Regions from separate parts of the Macaca mulatta genome. Here region 2 is linked to region 1. The links are chromatin contacts, called in public Hi-C maps. All regions are on one chromosome and are shown on one strand. Each heading gives the region's core, a stretch centred on a gene start, on an enhancer-like site or on the middle of the called end of the contact. The rest is flanking DNA. Distances are from core to core; before and after follow the strand shown.

Region 1 (6,787 bases), core at 2,879-5,378:
AAACCCCGTCTCTACTAAAAATACAAAAAATTAGCTGGGTGTGGTGGCAGGTGTCTGTAATCCCAGCTACTTGGGAGGCTGAGGCAGGAGAATTGCTCGAACCTGGGAGACAGAGGTTGCAGTGAACCGAGATCGCGCCACTGCACTCCAGCCTGGGTGACAGAGCAAGACTCTGTCTCAAAACAAATACACAAATAAATTAATTTAATTAAATAAATACAAGAAGAGTGGTGTCTTCTCACTTCCTCAAGTCTTTCTGTAGCTACAGGTGGGCCATCCAGATGGCTCTGTGTTGGGCATTTCTCATATCCAGTAGGCCCAGGACCTCTGAGCCTAGGAGGTGAAACACACAACCCAAGCCCACTGTGCGCAGGGAATTTGGGCAGTTAACACTTTGGAAACCAGAGCCTTCCTATGGTGCCTGCGGCCAGTGCAGCTCTTCAGCCCCGCCCTGAGCCGATGGGAGAATTATACCTGTCTTGTTGCAGTTAGGAACAGCCACGTGACTGTGACTGTAAGAGCCGGAGCTCTATCACCATGGTGAGGTAGAAACACCATAACACCATGAGTCTGTCTTTTCTTTTTTGTGTGTGTGACAGCTTTATTGCTGTTATAATTGCTGATATAATTCACACACTCTTTTTTTTTTTTTTCTTTTTGAGATGGAGTCTCTCTGTCACCCAGGCTGGAGTGCAGTGGTGTGACCTTCGGAGTAGCTGGGATTTCAGGCACACGCCACCACACCTGGCTAATTTTCGTATTTTTAGTAGAGATGGAGTTTCACCATGTTGTCGCCAGGAGTTGGAGATCAGCCTGGCTTCAAGTGATCCGCCCGCCTTGGCCCCTCAAAGTGCTGGGATTACAGGCATAAGCCACCACCTGGCCTACTGCATTTTAATTATGCATTCCTCAGTCGTTTGATTGTTTTCACGTTTTGCCTGTTATGAATAATATTCCTATGAACATTCGTGTGTAAGTTTTTGTGTGGACATGTGTTTTCATTTCTGCTAGGATTTGAATTGCTGGGTTATATGGTAACTTCATGTTTAATTTTTTTAAGAATTGCCAAACTGCTTGCCATTCCCACCAGCAGTGTATGAGAGTTCTAGTTTCACTACACCCTTGCCAACACTTGCTATTATCTGAGATTTTGATTATAGTCATGCTAGTGGGTAGTGGGTGTGTTTTGATTTGCTTTCTTTGGTCACCCACGCTGGAGTGCAGTGGTGCAGTCATAGCTCACTGCAGCCTCCAGCTCCTGGGCTCAAGCAATCCTCCTACCTCAGCCTGTCGAGTAGCTGGGACTACAGGCACACACCACTGAACCTGGCTAATTTTTCTATTTTTTTTTTTGAGATAAGGGTCTTGTTATGTTGCTTTTGCTGATCTGGAGCGCTTGGGCTCAAACAATCATCCCACCTCGGCCTCCCAAAGTGCTAGGATCACGGGCATGAGCCACAGTGCCTGGCCTTGCATTTTCTTAGTGGCTAATGACGTTGAGCACCTTTTCATGTCCTTATTGGTCATTTGTATATCTTTGGAGAAATATCTATTCCAATCTTTGGCCCATTTTTAAATTGGGGTATTTATCTTTTTATTATTGAGTTGTAACAGTTCTTTATATATTCTAGCTGCAAATCCCTTATCAGATATGATTTGCATTTTTTTTTCCCCATTCTCTAGTTGTCTTTTCACTTTCTTTTTTGTTTGTGGTTGGTTTTTGTTTTTTGAGACAAGGTCTTACTTTGTCCCTCAGGCTAGAGTGTAGAGGCGGGATCTTGGCTCACTGCAACCTCTGCCTCCCAGGTCCAAGTGTTCTTCCCACCTCAGCCTCCTGAGTAGCTGGGACCATAGAGGCAAGCCACCACATCCGACTCATTTTTGTATTTTTTATAAAGATGATTCTTCACTATTCTGCCCAGGCTGGTCTTGAATTCCTGAGCTCCAGCAATCCGCCCGCCTCAGCCTCCCAAAGTACTGTGATTACTGGCATGAGCCACTGCGCCTGGCCTTTTTCATTTATTTATTTAATTTTTAGAGACAGGGTCTCACTCTGTTGCCCAGACTGAAGTACAGTGGCATGATCATAGCTCACTGCAGTTTCAAACTATTGGGCCCAAGGGATCCTCCTGCCTCAGCCTCCTGAGTATCTGGGACTACAGGCATCCACCGCCACACCTGGGTTTTTTTTTGTTTTTTTTTTTTTTTAGTGTTTTATTTTAAAGACAGGGGTCTCGCTATGTTGCTGAGGCTGGTTTTGAACTCCTGACCCCATTGATCCTCCTGCCTTGGCCTCCCAAAGCTCTGACATTACCTGTGTGAGCCACCTTGCCCGGCTTTGAGTAATTTTATTTTACCACAGTAGACATCTCCTTGAAGGCAAGCGTTTCCCCCAATTCTTAGCACCGTATTTGGCACACAATAGGAGCTTAATAAATATTTGCCATAAGAATGAATGCTCAGAAACTCCACTATTACATCCTATCTGCTCAACGACTCCCTGGAAAAGAGAGGTTTTTTTTTTATGGTTACTAAAAAAGGCCCAGATTAGTATTTCATTGGCCTAACTTGGATCACGTGCTCATCCCTGAACCAATAAATGGGGCAGAAGGGATGAAATATGCTAATTGGCCAGCTCTGGCCACGTGTCCATTTTTGGAGCCAGGGGAGTGGGGAGGGCTATTTTCCTGAATTGAGAATAGGGTGAACTGGTTCCCTGAAGACTAACCAAGACGCTAATGCAAAGCAGGACACTCCTGCTGGTCAGGCAAAAATGACAGAGGCTCAGAGAAGTAAAATAACTTGCCCAAGGGCCATAGAGCTTTAAGCAGTAGCGTCTTTTTTTTTTTTTTCAATCTTGCTTTGGGCTTGGACAGACTAGTTCAGCATCTTTGATCTTCCCTTCCTGCCTGACCGCCCCAGGATCAGAATTCTAGGTGCAATTTTGTCTTTTGCCAAAAGCTGTAGTTTACTCTCTTGGGGGTTTATAAATAAGGAAAAAAAAAAAAAAGTTCTTTGAAGAGCCTGAACTTTGAAATCAGAGAAGTCTGGATTTTAGTGCTGGCTCTGCCTTTTCTAACTGCCTCACCTGGCGCATGTTATTATCTCTTTAAGTCTCAGTTTTGTTCTTTTTTTGTTTGTTTGTTTGTGTGTTTGTTTTGCGACGGAGTCTCACTCTTTCACCCAGGCTGGAGTACAACGGCACGATCTCGGCTCACTGCAACTTCTGCCTCCAGGGTTCAAGCGATTCTCGTGCCTCAGCCTCCAGAGTAGCTGGGACTACAGGCGCGCCCGGCTACTTTTTTTGTATTTTTAGTAAAGACGGGGTTTCACCACGTTGGCCAAGCTGGTCTCGAACTCCTGACCTCAAGAGATCTGTCGGCCCCGGCCTCCCAAAGTGCTGGGAAGATGGAATTAGGAAAAATCCCTCAATAAATGTCACTCACTGTTACTACTTTTATATCTAGAATGTGTGGAATTTCTAAAATTTCACTAACGAAGTATCTAGAAGGACCTAATATCAAAGTGTTCACAGCAGTTATTAGTTTTAATTCGTTTTCTTCTTTATACCGTATCCACTCTACCACTCATGCCACAGGTATTAAGCATCTGTGTGCCACCCAGGCCCTGTGTCAAGAGTTAGGAATAACTAGAGGAGATACTAATTTTAAAACTACACAAATAATTGCAATCGTCATACATGCCTGTTTTTACAAAGCAGAATCAGGAAAAATAAAGTATTTCCGATAAAACATATTTTAAGGTTATGTACAGAGATGTATACAAACAAGCGATGGGCTTGGATCACTAGTGATTTTGGAAAGGACAGGAATACAGGAACTAAGCGAGGAGCTGGCGAGATAGGCGGGAGAGGACGGAAGTTGGGCACTCCCTTGAATTGCTCCCTCGCTGCCGGATGCTAGGCCAGCCTTGAGCAGGAGAACCAGACACTGTGTACTCAGCAGGGGGAGTCAGGACTTAGCGCTAACCATTGCACCTGGGGCTAGGAGCCAGCGCCGGAGCCAGGAGGCCCGCTCGGCGGCTGCAGACGCTGTGACGGCCACCTGGGGGCGGCCACGTGAGCGCCACGCCGTGCGCCCGCCAGGCCAGCCCCGCCCCTGCCCGCCTGCTTCTGCTCAACCTAGCCCAGCCCTAGCTCCAGCCCCAGCTCCCCTCCTGCCCGGATCGAGCGACCGCACTCCCGGCCCTGCAGCCACCCGAGTCCCGCTCGCTGTAGCCTGCACGCGAGTCCCTGGCACGCGCCTCTCGCATCCCGGGATCGTCCTAGCGGCCCCCGCGCCCTTCCTGGGATCACTCCGGCGGCCCCGAGCCCCGGGATCGGTCCATCTGCCCCGCGTGGCCCCAGCTGCGTGCCCGGAGCGCCAGCCAGCGCGCCCCGCTCTCCGCTCCCCGGCACTCTCGGGGGGCCCGCCCGCCCTGCACCCTGGAGCTCCGGGCCGCGAGCCTCTGCCAACTCCTCTGGATCCTTGCGGCCGTGAGCAGCGGCTGCCGCGCCTGTCTGCCGGAGGGAGGTAGGTGTGGACGGCGGCCGCCAAGGCTGTGGGGGGCTGGGAGCCGGCGCTACAGGCGTCTGGAGCGTGCTGGGTCTGGGCTTGGGAATGGGGCCGGAGAAGGCATGGAAGGAGAGTGTGGGGGCACTTCTCCTCTGGTTGTTAAACTCTCTGGGGCTCAGTGCTTGCTTTGGTGAAATGGGGAAGTTGTGCGGATTAACGGCGATGTGGATATGGAAAGCAATTGGCAAGCAATGGGCGGTGATGTGGCTGCAAGTGACAGATAGTTTGGGGGCCTCTGCCCGAGACGCCCTCGGGGCCCCTAGGAGGGTGGGCGTATCGCTGCCTTCCTGTCCCCTGCAGGGCTCAGAGCCGCATCCCCCACCCTTTCCCCTGACCTAGAGGCCTGCGTCAGCCCGAATTCCCGGAACCTCCAGGACTGTGTAGACGCGCCCTTGCAGCATTGTTGGCTGCGAGAGTTCGCTTGTTGGCAGGCGCCTATGACTTGTGCGCCAAGGGGCTGAGCATTAATAAGCCGGTGGCCGCGCAGGGGTGGGGGCCTCCTGGGTAAGCCCCGGCCTAGATCCTAGATCCCCCGGCCTGGGGGATTTCGGGGAAACAGCCCAGCTGCTCCCTGAGTGTGACAGATGGGCCGCATGGGGAAGTGAGATCTGCCCAGAGGGACGGTCCTAGGGAGCCCGACCTCTGGGACCTCGGTGGTGGGCGCTTCTTCAGCCAGGAAAGCAGGAAACACTAGGGCTGGAGTCCTGGGTTGGAATTCTAGCTCATTTCTGCTCTCTGGCCCTCGGTTTTCTCATCGGTAAAATGGGTACAGTATTAGTATCTACCACTTGGTGTCCTTGGATAAAAGTAAATGAGTATGTATATGTCAGGTGCTTGAAACAGTGCCTGGCACACAGTGTGATAGTCTGTGGCCCCGGGAGACATCTGATGGCCGAGGGCCCTGTGGTCGAGGGCCCTGGACAGGCTGTGAAGTCGCAGGGAATTGAGTCACCTAGTCTATCCTAATGTTTTTACCGAGGAGGAAACCGAGGGTCAGAGTGATCCCCAGGCCCACAGAAGCTCCCTCAGAGGAAACCAGTCACATAAACAGATTCTAAAAAGCGAGATGGAGTAAATGGGAATACATAGCAAACAGGTGGGAGCTGAGAATGCCCACTGTGTGTGTAAAGGGGAGAGGGTGATGTTTAAGCTGAGCTGGGAAGAGGCAGGTTGGAAGGAAGGTAGAGTTCAGAGATGGCGTATGCAGGTGTCTTCCTTCTCTGTGGCCTCCACAGCACCCGATGTTCATTCCTTTGTTCAGCTATTAATTCAACAAATACAGTAAAACCTCTCAACGACATGAATTTCAGTGTAACATGGCTGGGATTGGCGTCCGCCCTCCTCTGAGCCCCGTTTCTCAAAGAAGTGGGTGCGGTCCGAAGTTCTTACCCTCTGCAGGGAATGGGGAGGCCAGAAGTCAGAACTGAGATGATCACAGTTTACACATATTGGTGTACATTTTAAGAGCTACCGGTTTTTTGGGCGAGGGGCGTGGTGGCTCAGGCCTGTAATCTCAGTACTTTGGGAGACTGAGGCGGGTGGATCACTTGAGGTCAGGAGTTTGAGACCAGCCTGGCCAACATAGGGAGCCACCATTTCTATTAAAAATACAAAAATTAGCTGGGCATGTAGGCATGAGCCTGTAATCCCAGCTACTTGGGAGGCTGAGGCAGGAGAATCGAGAATCCTTTGAACCCAGGAGGCATAGGTTGCAGTGAGCTGAGATGGCACCACTGTACTCCAGCCTGGGCAGCAAAGCGAGACTCTGTCTCAAAAAATAAGATCCGGCTGGGCGCAGTGGCTCAAGCCTGTAATCCCAGCACTTTGGGAGGCCGAGACGGGCGGATCACGAGGTCAGGAGATCGAGACCATCCTGGCTAACCCGGTGAAACCCCGTCTCTACTAAAAAATACAAAAAACTAGCCGGGCGAGGTGGCGGGCGCCTGTAGTCCCAGCTACTCGGGAGGCTGAGGCAGGAGAATGGCATAAACCCGGGAGGCGGAGCTTGCAGTGAGCTGAGATCTGGCCACTGCACTCCAGCCTGGGCGACAGAGCGAGACTCCGTCTCAAAAAAAAAAAAAAAAAAAAAAATCACCATTTTTTTTCCTTGTGCTTTTTGTAACTGTACAGTACTTTTTGGCTGATTAAGGATATATCACTGGCTGGGTGCGGTGGCTCCTGCCTGTAATCCCAGCCACTCTGGGAGGCCGAGG
Region 2 (6,787 bases), core at 2,244-4,743, 260 kb after region 1:
TCCCAGGCTCAGTTGATGCTCCTGCCTTAGCCTCCTGAGTAGCTGGGTGTACAGGCACATACCACCTCACCTGACTAATTTTTTTTTTTTTTTTTTGAGACGGAGTCTGGCTCTGTCACCCAGGCTGGAGTGCAGTGGTGCGATCTCAGCTCACTGCAAGCTCCGCCTCCCGGGTTTACGCCATTCTCCTGCCTCAGCCTCCCGAGTAGCTGGGACTACAGGCGCCCGCCACCTCGCCCGGCTAGTTTTTTGTATTTTTTAGTAGAGACGGGGTTTCACCGTGTTAGCCAGGATGGTCTCGATCTCCTGACCTCGTGATCCGCCCGTCTCGGCCTCCCAAAGTGCTGGGATTACAGGCTTGAGCCACCGCGCCCGGCCACCTGACTAATTTTTGTAGGTTTTATTTTTTTTCTTTTTTGGGTAGACACACAGTTTTGTCATGTTGCCCAGGCTGGTGGCTCAAGCCATCTGTCTGCCTCGGCCTCCCAAAGTGCTGGGATTATACACGTGAGCCACTGTGCCCAGCCGATTTTGTTTTTAGGTTTGAATTTTTTTTTATAGTTCTGTGTTTATTTGTTTTACTTTGATTTTGGAGCCAGACTTTTGCTCTGTCGCCCAAGCTGGAGTGCAGTGGTGCGATCTCAGCTCACTGCAACCTCTGCCTCCTGGGTGCAAGTGATTCTCATGCTTCAGCCTCCCAAGTACCTGCACAACCTCACCCAGCTAATTTTTGTATTTTTAGTAGAGACAGGGTTTCAACATGTTGTCCAGGCTGATCTTGGATTCCTGGCCTCAAATGATCCTCCCACCTCAGCCTAGTTTTGTGTTTTATATTCTTTTCCCCACTCAGTTAGTTTGAAATGTCATGAGGATAGACACATGTGTGAAGATAGACACATTATTAAGAGATGTTATCATCATGGGTTCTAAGAGAATGTTTTATGGAGAGTAGCTTTGCAAAGACTAAAGTCTCTGACAGATCATCAGGCATTAGATTCTCATAGGTTGGCAACCTAGATCCCTCACATGGGCATTTTACATTAGCACTGAGCATCTTTATTATGATAACTTTGGTTGATGTTTTACAGTTAAAAAAACTCTCAGATCATCTAATTCTCACAAATGTCTTGTGAAGCAGACAGCTCAGAACCATGGCTCTTAGTTTACAGATGAAGAAAGAGAGGCTCAGATGAGGCTGATTTACCCAAGTTAAAGTGAAAACAAATTAACATTTTTTGAGTGTTCACTAAATGTTGAGGCACTTGATAAGCCCTTTATATTTAGAGTATATAACATGATATTCACTGCATCCTTATGAAATAGGTAACCATTATTATTATTTCCATTTTACAGATGAGGAAACAGATATGTAAAGGTCAAGTAATTTGCCTCAAATTGCATAATCAAGAAGCATAGGGCCCACCTTAAAACCCAGATAGTCTGGCTCAAAGTGCAGATGATAAACTACTATGCTAATGAGTAGCATTGGGAGTTCTCCAATGAAGCACATGGTGTTACTTGTATTTGCTACTAATGTCTTCTTTTTTTTTTTTTTTTGAGATGGAGTCTCACTCTGTCACCCAGGCTGGAGTGCAGTGGCGTGATCTCGGCTCACTGCAACCTCCACCTACCGGGTTCAAGCAATTCTTCTGACTCAGCCTCATGAGTAGCTGGGATTGCAGGTGCACGCCATCACCCCTGGCTAATTTTTTTGTATTTTTAGTAGAGATGGGGTTTCACCATGTTGACCAGGCTGGTCTCAAACTCCTGACCTCGTGATCCACCCACCTCAGCCTCTCAAAGTGCTGGGATTACAGGCGTGAACCACTGCGCCTGGCCAACTACTAACATCCTGGTTCAATTCTGCTACTTGAGGCTCCTTTTTTTTTTTTTTTTTTTTTTTGAGATAGAGTCTCACTGTGTTGCCCAGGCTGGAGTACAGTGGCATGATCTCGGCTCTCGGCTCACTGTGGCCTCCACCTCCTGGGTTCAAGTGATTCTCCTGCATCAGCCTCCTGAGTAGCTGGGATTACAGGCATGAGCCACGGTGCCCGCCCTAGGCTGCTAATTTTTTTTTTTTTGGTTTAACCTGTCTGCAGTTTTGCCTTGACTTAGAATTCATCAGCTGGGGCCCACAGTGATATCATTGCATAGGACTGAAGTTATATCAACTAAATTCAGATAAAAATCTCCTACATTAATTAATTAAACAAATTGTTGAGTACATTTGCTAATTTTGTTAGAGGTGCTCATTGCTTAATAACTACAGGGCACATTCTATTGAATATACTGGGAAAAACTTGTATCTTTCTCTGAAGATATACAAAAGAATATTAAGAAGCATAAAAAATATCTGTCCATAAAAACATGATTATGGCCAGGTGCAGTGGCTCACGCATGTAATCCTAGCATTTTGGGAGGCCACAGCAGGCGGATCACGAGGTCAGGAGTTCGAGACCAGCCTGGCCAACATGGTGAAACCCTGTCTCTACTAAAAATACAAAAAATAGCCGAGCATGGTGGCAGGCACCTGTAATTCCAGCTACTCGGGAGGCTGAGGCATGAGAATTGCTTTAACCTGGGAGGCAGAGGTTGTAGTGAGCCGAGATCATGGCACTGCACTCCAGCCTGGGCAACACAGCAAGACTCATCTCCGGGAAAAAAAAGAGTGATTATATGAGTTATTTTTATTTTTATTTTTATACAGGGTCACCCAAGCTGGCATGCAGTGGCACAATCTCAGTTCACTGCAACCTCAGCCTCCCAGGCTCAGGTGATCCTCCCACCTCAGCCTCCTGAGTAGATGGGTCTATAGGTGCATGTCCCCATGCCTGTCTAATTTTTGTATTTTTTGTAGACATGGGGTTTCTCTATGTTGCCCAGGTTGGCCTTGAACTCCTGGGCTCAAGCCATCCACCTGCCTTGGCTTCCCAAAGTGCTGGGATTATAGGCATGAGCCACCCCGCTTGGTCTATATGATTTCTTTTTAAATCATTATCTCTTCAAGGAGATAACAATCACCAATAGGTTTTGTATAGATCCAAACCCTCTGCTTATGGATTCTCTTAACATGATACTTCGTAATTGAAAAGAGAATATGAAAATGCCAAACTTTGTAGCTTCAAAGAACAACAATAACATAAAGCCTTTGCCTAGAGATCTAGATAGGAAAGTGATCCCGCCAAAATTTTGGGCCTGTGTGCAGGGCTGTGACCCAAGCTAGACACCTAGGGTCAATCAGCAGAGTTTGGTGCAGAGGGTCATTTGTGTGTCTTTTGAGTATCACTGACTGCATCTCAAGATCATGTTAGAACAAGTATTGGCTCCTATTTGGTTTTTTGTGTTATCTTGCCTCTTCCCGTCTCCATTATGGATAATTGAGGTTTTAATATATGGTAGTGACATTCTAGCAGATGAAGGAAGGGGGCAGTCCCCAATGGGCAGTCTGAACTTCTGCTTCGTATATTTACTCTTGCTGTTTTCCTTCCTCCTCATTTGTAATTCAAGAGGCTCTCTGAGAAGAGACAGCAAAGCTTCTTAGATGGATCGAAAGACCACGAGCTGGGATACCAAGTTCTACGGAAAGGTCAGCTATTGAATTTGCTCTGCTACCTTCAGGCAAATCATTTGATCATCGGATGCTCTGGTTTCTTCCTGTGCCTGCTAAATGTAAAGAGCATGGGTTTGAGTGTTTTGTGGTTATTATAGAGTATTTTAAATGTATGAGTGATTTATTTTTTCCAGGCCAGCTGCTCAGATATAAAACAAAATCTGCTCCTTTGAGCTGTTAGGCTTCGTGGCAGTCAACTGACCCCAAAATCCTTCTGACTACAGCAGCCATCTACTTGCTTGTTCATCTGAAAACATTTTGCAGTCTCTGAGCTACAGCTATGTGGTCTGACTCTATAGCTGGGGCATACCTTTTTGTCTCCTTTGTCTTCAGAAAGGAAATATGCCATTTTATGCACTCCTGCTGCTTTCACCCCCACTTTAAAAAGATGAAGGCTTCCTTTTGTGACAGAGTTGCTTTGTCTGTTAACACTGATCCTAAGAGACAGGAAGGAGAGGTGACATGGTAAATAAACAGTGGACTTGCTACCGTAGTTCCTTTTTGATGATTTGGGCCAGGACCACTAGAGGTTTGAACTAGATTTAGTAAGGCTTGGGCTCTTTGGGGTTTTGGCAGGAAGCAGTCAGGAAGTATATTGGAGAGAACACAAAATACCGCCTCCCACCCACCCTCTGCCTTTTTGTTTGTTGTTACAGCCTGTTACATTAGGCAACAAGATATCTTTGTTAGCCAAAGGTGGCCAGCTGAGATTCTTAGAAGCTAATAAAAAGAGCTGTTGGGCTGGGTACGGTGGCTCACGCCTGTAATCCCAGCACTTTGGGAGGCTGAGGCAGGCGGCTCACGAAGTCAAGAGGAGACCATCCTGGCCAACATGGTGAAATCCCGTCTCTACTAAAAACACAACAATTAGCTGGGCATGGTGGTGCGCACCTGTAGTCCCAGCTACTTTGGAGGCTAAGGCAGAAGAATTGCTTGAACCCGGTAGGCGGAGGTTGCAGTGAGCCGGCATCGTCCCACACTGCACTCCAGCCTGGAGACAGAGCGAGACTCAGTGTCAAGGAAAAAAAAAAAAAAAAGCTGTTGGGTAAAGAATGATTTTGTTCCACATCTGTGGCTCACCACCCCACTGTTTCATAAATGAAAATCTCTGATGCGCAACATCGAATTAACCAAAAGGTTTACTTCTTTTGTTTTGAACTTAGACACATTTACATTATTTCTGGTGCAGTTAAAAGCACTTTCCAAACAAACCTAGTAAAGTATTAAAGTTAGGGACCCCCACGAAATATGTTACTCCTTAATTGTGGCGTGGCTATCAGCAGGAAGAACTGCAGTCACAGGAACACAGTGTACTTAACCCTTCAGTTCTGAAATGTTGCTAGGTCTTCTCGTGCTATAACTGATCAAATAAATATCCGGGTTAAACACTGCTCCCAGAGCTGAGTTCGCTCTGAGTGTTGGGTCCACCTTTCCTTGTTAATTCAAGGAAACAAGTCAGCCAAGGAGTCTAACTTGAGGTCTTCATTCTTGGGCAGGGCCATCAATACATCTAAAACATTACTTGTGGGTACCCAAGCTGCGGTAGCTTCCCTAAAAGGCAGAATTTTCACTCATTCCTTATAGAAACACGTAGCCAGCAACTTCTCAGGCTTGGGGAACGGGGCAGGCGGGTAGTGGTGGTGGGAAGGGGAGAGGAGAGGCCGGGAGTCTAGCAGGTCGGTTCTAAATGCAAACTGGAAACTACGCATCGGAGCGGGTAACCAGTACTGGCAGCATTCGTCTCCGGGAAGAACCTGTGTGTGTGTCAGGATGCACAAAAGGAATGACTCCCCTCTTTGCGCCCCCGGAGTTAACTGCACGACCCGGTCAAAGTCCCGCCGTGGAGTGGGATGACGGTCCAGAGGTAACGACTAAGGCCAGGAAAGCCTAGAGGTCCTTCCGGCACCACCTTAGAGGGGCAGGAGGGCTGCAGTTACCGCCTTCGGAAGTGGTCGCCTCACCCCTCAAAAAAATTAAAAGCACCTCCGCCATTACCAGAGGCCGAGGCAGGGCCGGGACACGAGAACGCGCTCCGGGCGGATGCGCGCTCCCTTTGTCCCGCCTCCCAGCGGCCCGCTCACTGGACCGAGGGAGGACGCCGGGAGAGAAAACGCCGCGGCCGCTCGTAAGTGCTCCGGGTAGAAACTGGTGCAGGGGGCAGTGGCGTTCCGCGGTCGGAAGGGATGGGGGAGGAGCCGAGGCTGCGCGCCGGCTGCTCCTCCCCACCCCCAGCCTCTGCCCTGAAGGGGGCTGGATGGGCAAGTCGGACGCGATGGCTCGAGCTCGGGCGGTGGCGGCTGTGGCCGGAGGCGGCGGTGCCTCCTCCTCCTCGCCCCGGCGCCGGCGGTGATCGGAGCGAGCTGCCGCGGCCCCCGATGAGACTGCTGGTGGGCTGGCTGTGCCTGAGCCTGGCGTCCGTGTGGCTGGCGCAGAGGATGTGGACGCTGCGGAGCCCGCTCACCCGCTCCCTGTACGTGAACATGACAAGCGGCCCGGGCGGGCCGGCGACGGCCGCGGGCGGCAGGAAGGAGAACGACCAGGTACGGGTCGGGGCTGGGGCCGGGGCGGGGGCGTGGCGGCCCGGCCTTCCCGCGCTGGGCCCGGCTATTGTGCGGGGCGGTTCCGCGAGGGGGCGGCCCGGCCCTTGCCCCTCCGCCTCGGCCTCTCGGAAAGTTTTCCCCGCGCCTTCCCCGCCGGGCGTCGGCTTCGCGAGCCCCGGGGACCCGGGCCCGGCCCCGCGAGCGCCTTTTGTTCCGCGGCGCAGGCGGGGCATGGCCTCCCCTTCCCCCTCCCGGGCCCGATCGCGAGCGCCCCGGAGCCCCGCATTGTTCCTGGGTCCCGGGCGGTGACTGCGGACACCCGGCGGCGGGACTGGGGAACTTTGGGGCCAGAGCGTGACCGGGGGCGCCCGCTTGGCACCGAGGCCTGAGACTGAAGAGACCCGGCCAGATCCATTACCCCCGAGAAACAAAACGAAAAGCCAGCACCTCTTTTTGTCTCGTTGAATCGCAGAACGTACAAAGGGTCGTAAAAGAAATGTAACTGTACATCGCAAGCCATTGAACTCTCCGGGCTGATTCGGGTGACATTTCCCCCTAAGCGCTTAAAAAATGGGTTTGACAGGTTGTCGCTCCCATCCTACGGAACCTTCCCCTCCTACCTAGCAGAGATCTCCTT

The links. A called contact is a pair of places that touch in the nucleus more often than the background predicts.
Region 2: a Hi-C map of fetal cortical plate shows a contact between it and region 1, with 2.2 times the contacts expected there. The contact joins the promoter of METTL9 here to the promoter of EEF2K in region 1. A contact is called at or near these places in 2 of 14 Hi-C or Micro-C datasets (fetal cortex germinal zone and fetal cortical plate).

Annotation. Positions count from the first base shown.
Region 1 is chr20:21,662,249-21,669,035 of T2T-MMU8v2.0, forward strand. EEF2K (eukaryotic elongation factor 2 kinase) reads left to right here and starts at 4,129. Exons shown (of 19, transcript XR_013411924.1): 1 at 4,129-4,532.
Region 2 is chr20:21,920,590-21,927,376 of T2T-MMU8v2.0, forward strand. It overlaps METTL9 (methyltransferase 9, His-X-His N1(pi)-histidine), which reads left to right and starts at 3,494. Exons shown (of 5, transcript XM_077986521.1): 1 at 3,494-3,586. The coding sequence starts at 3,542. It overlaps LOC144338113 (a long non-coding RNA gene), which reads right to left and starts at 5,500. Exons shown (of 3, transcript XR_013411941.1): 1 at 4,930-5,500; 2 at 3,921-4,047.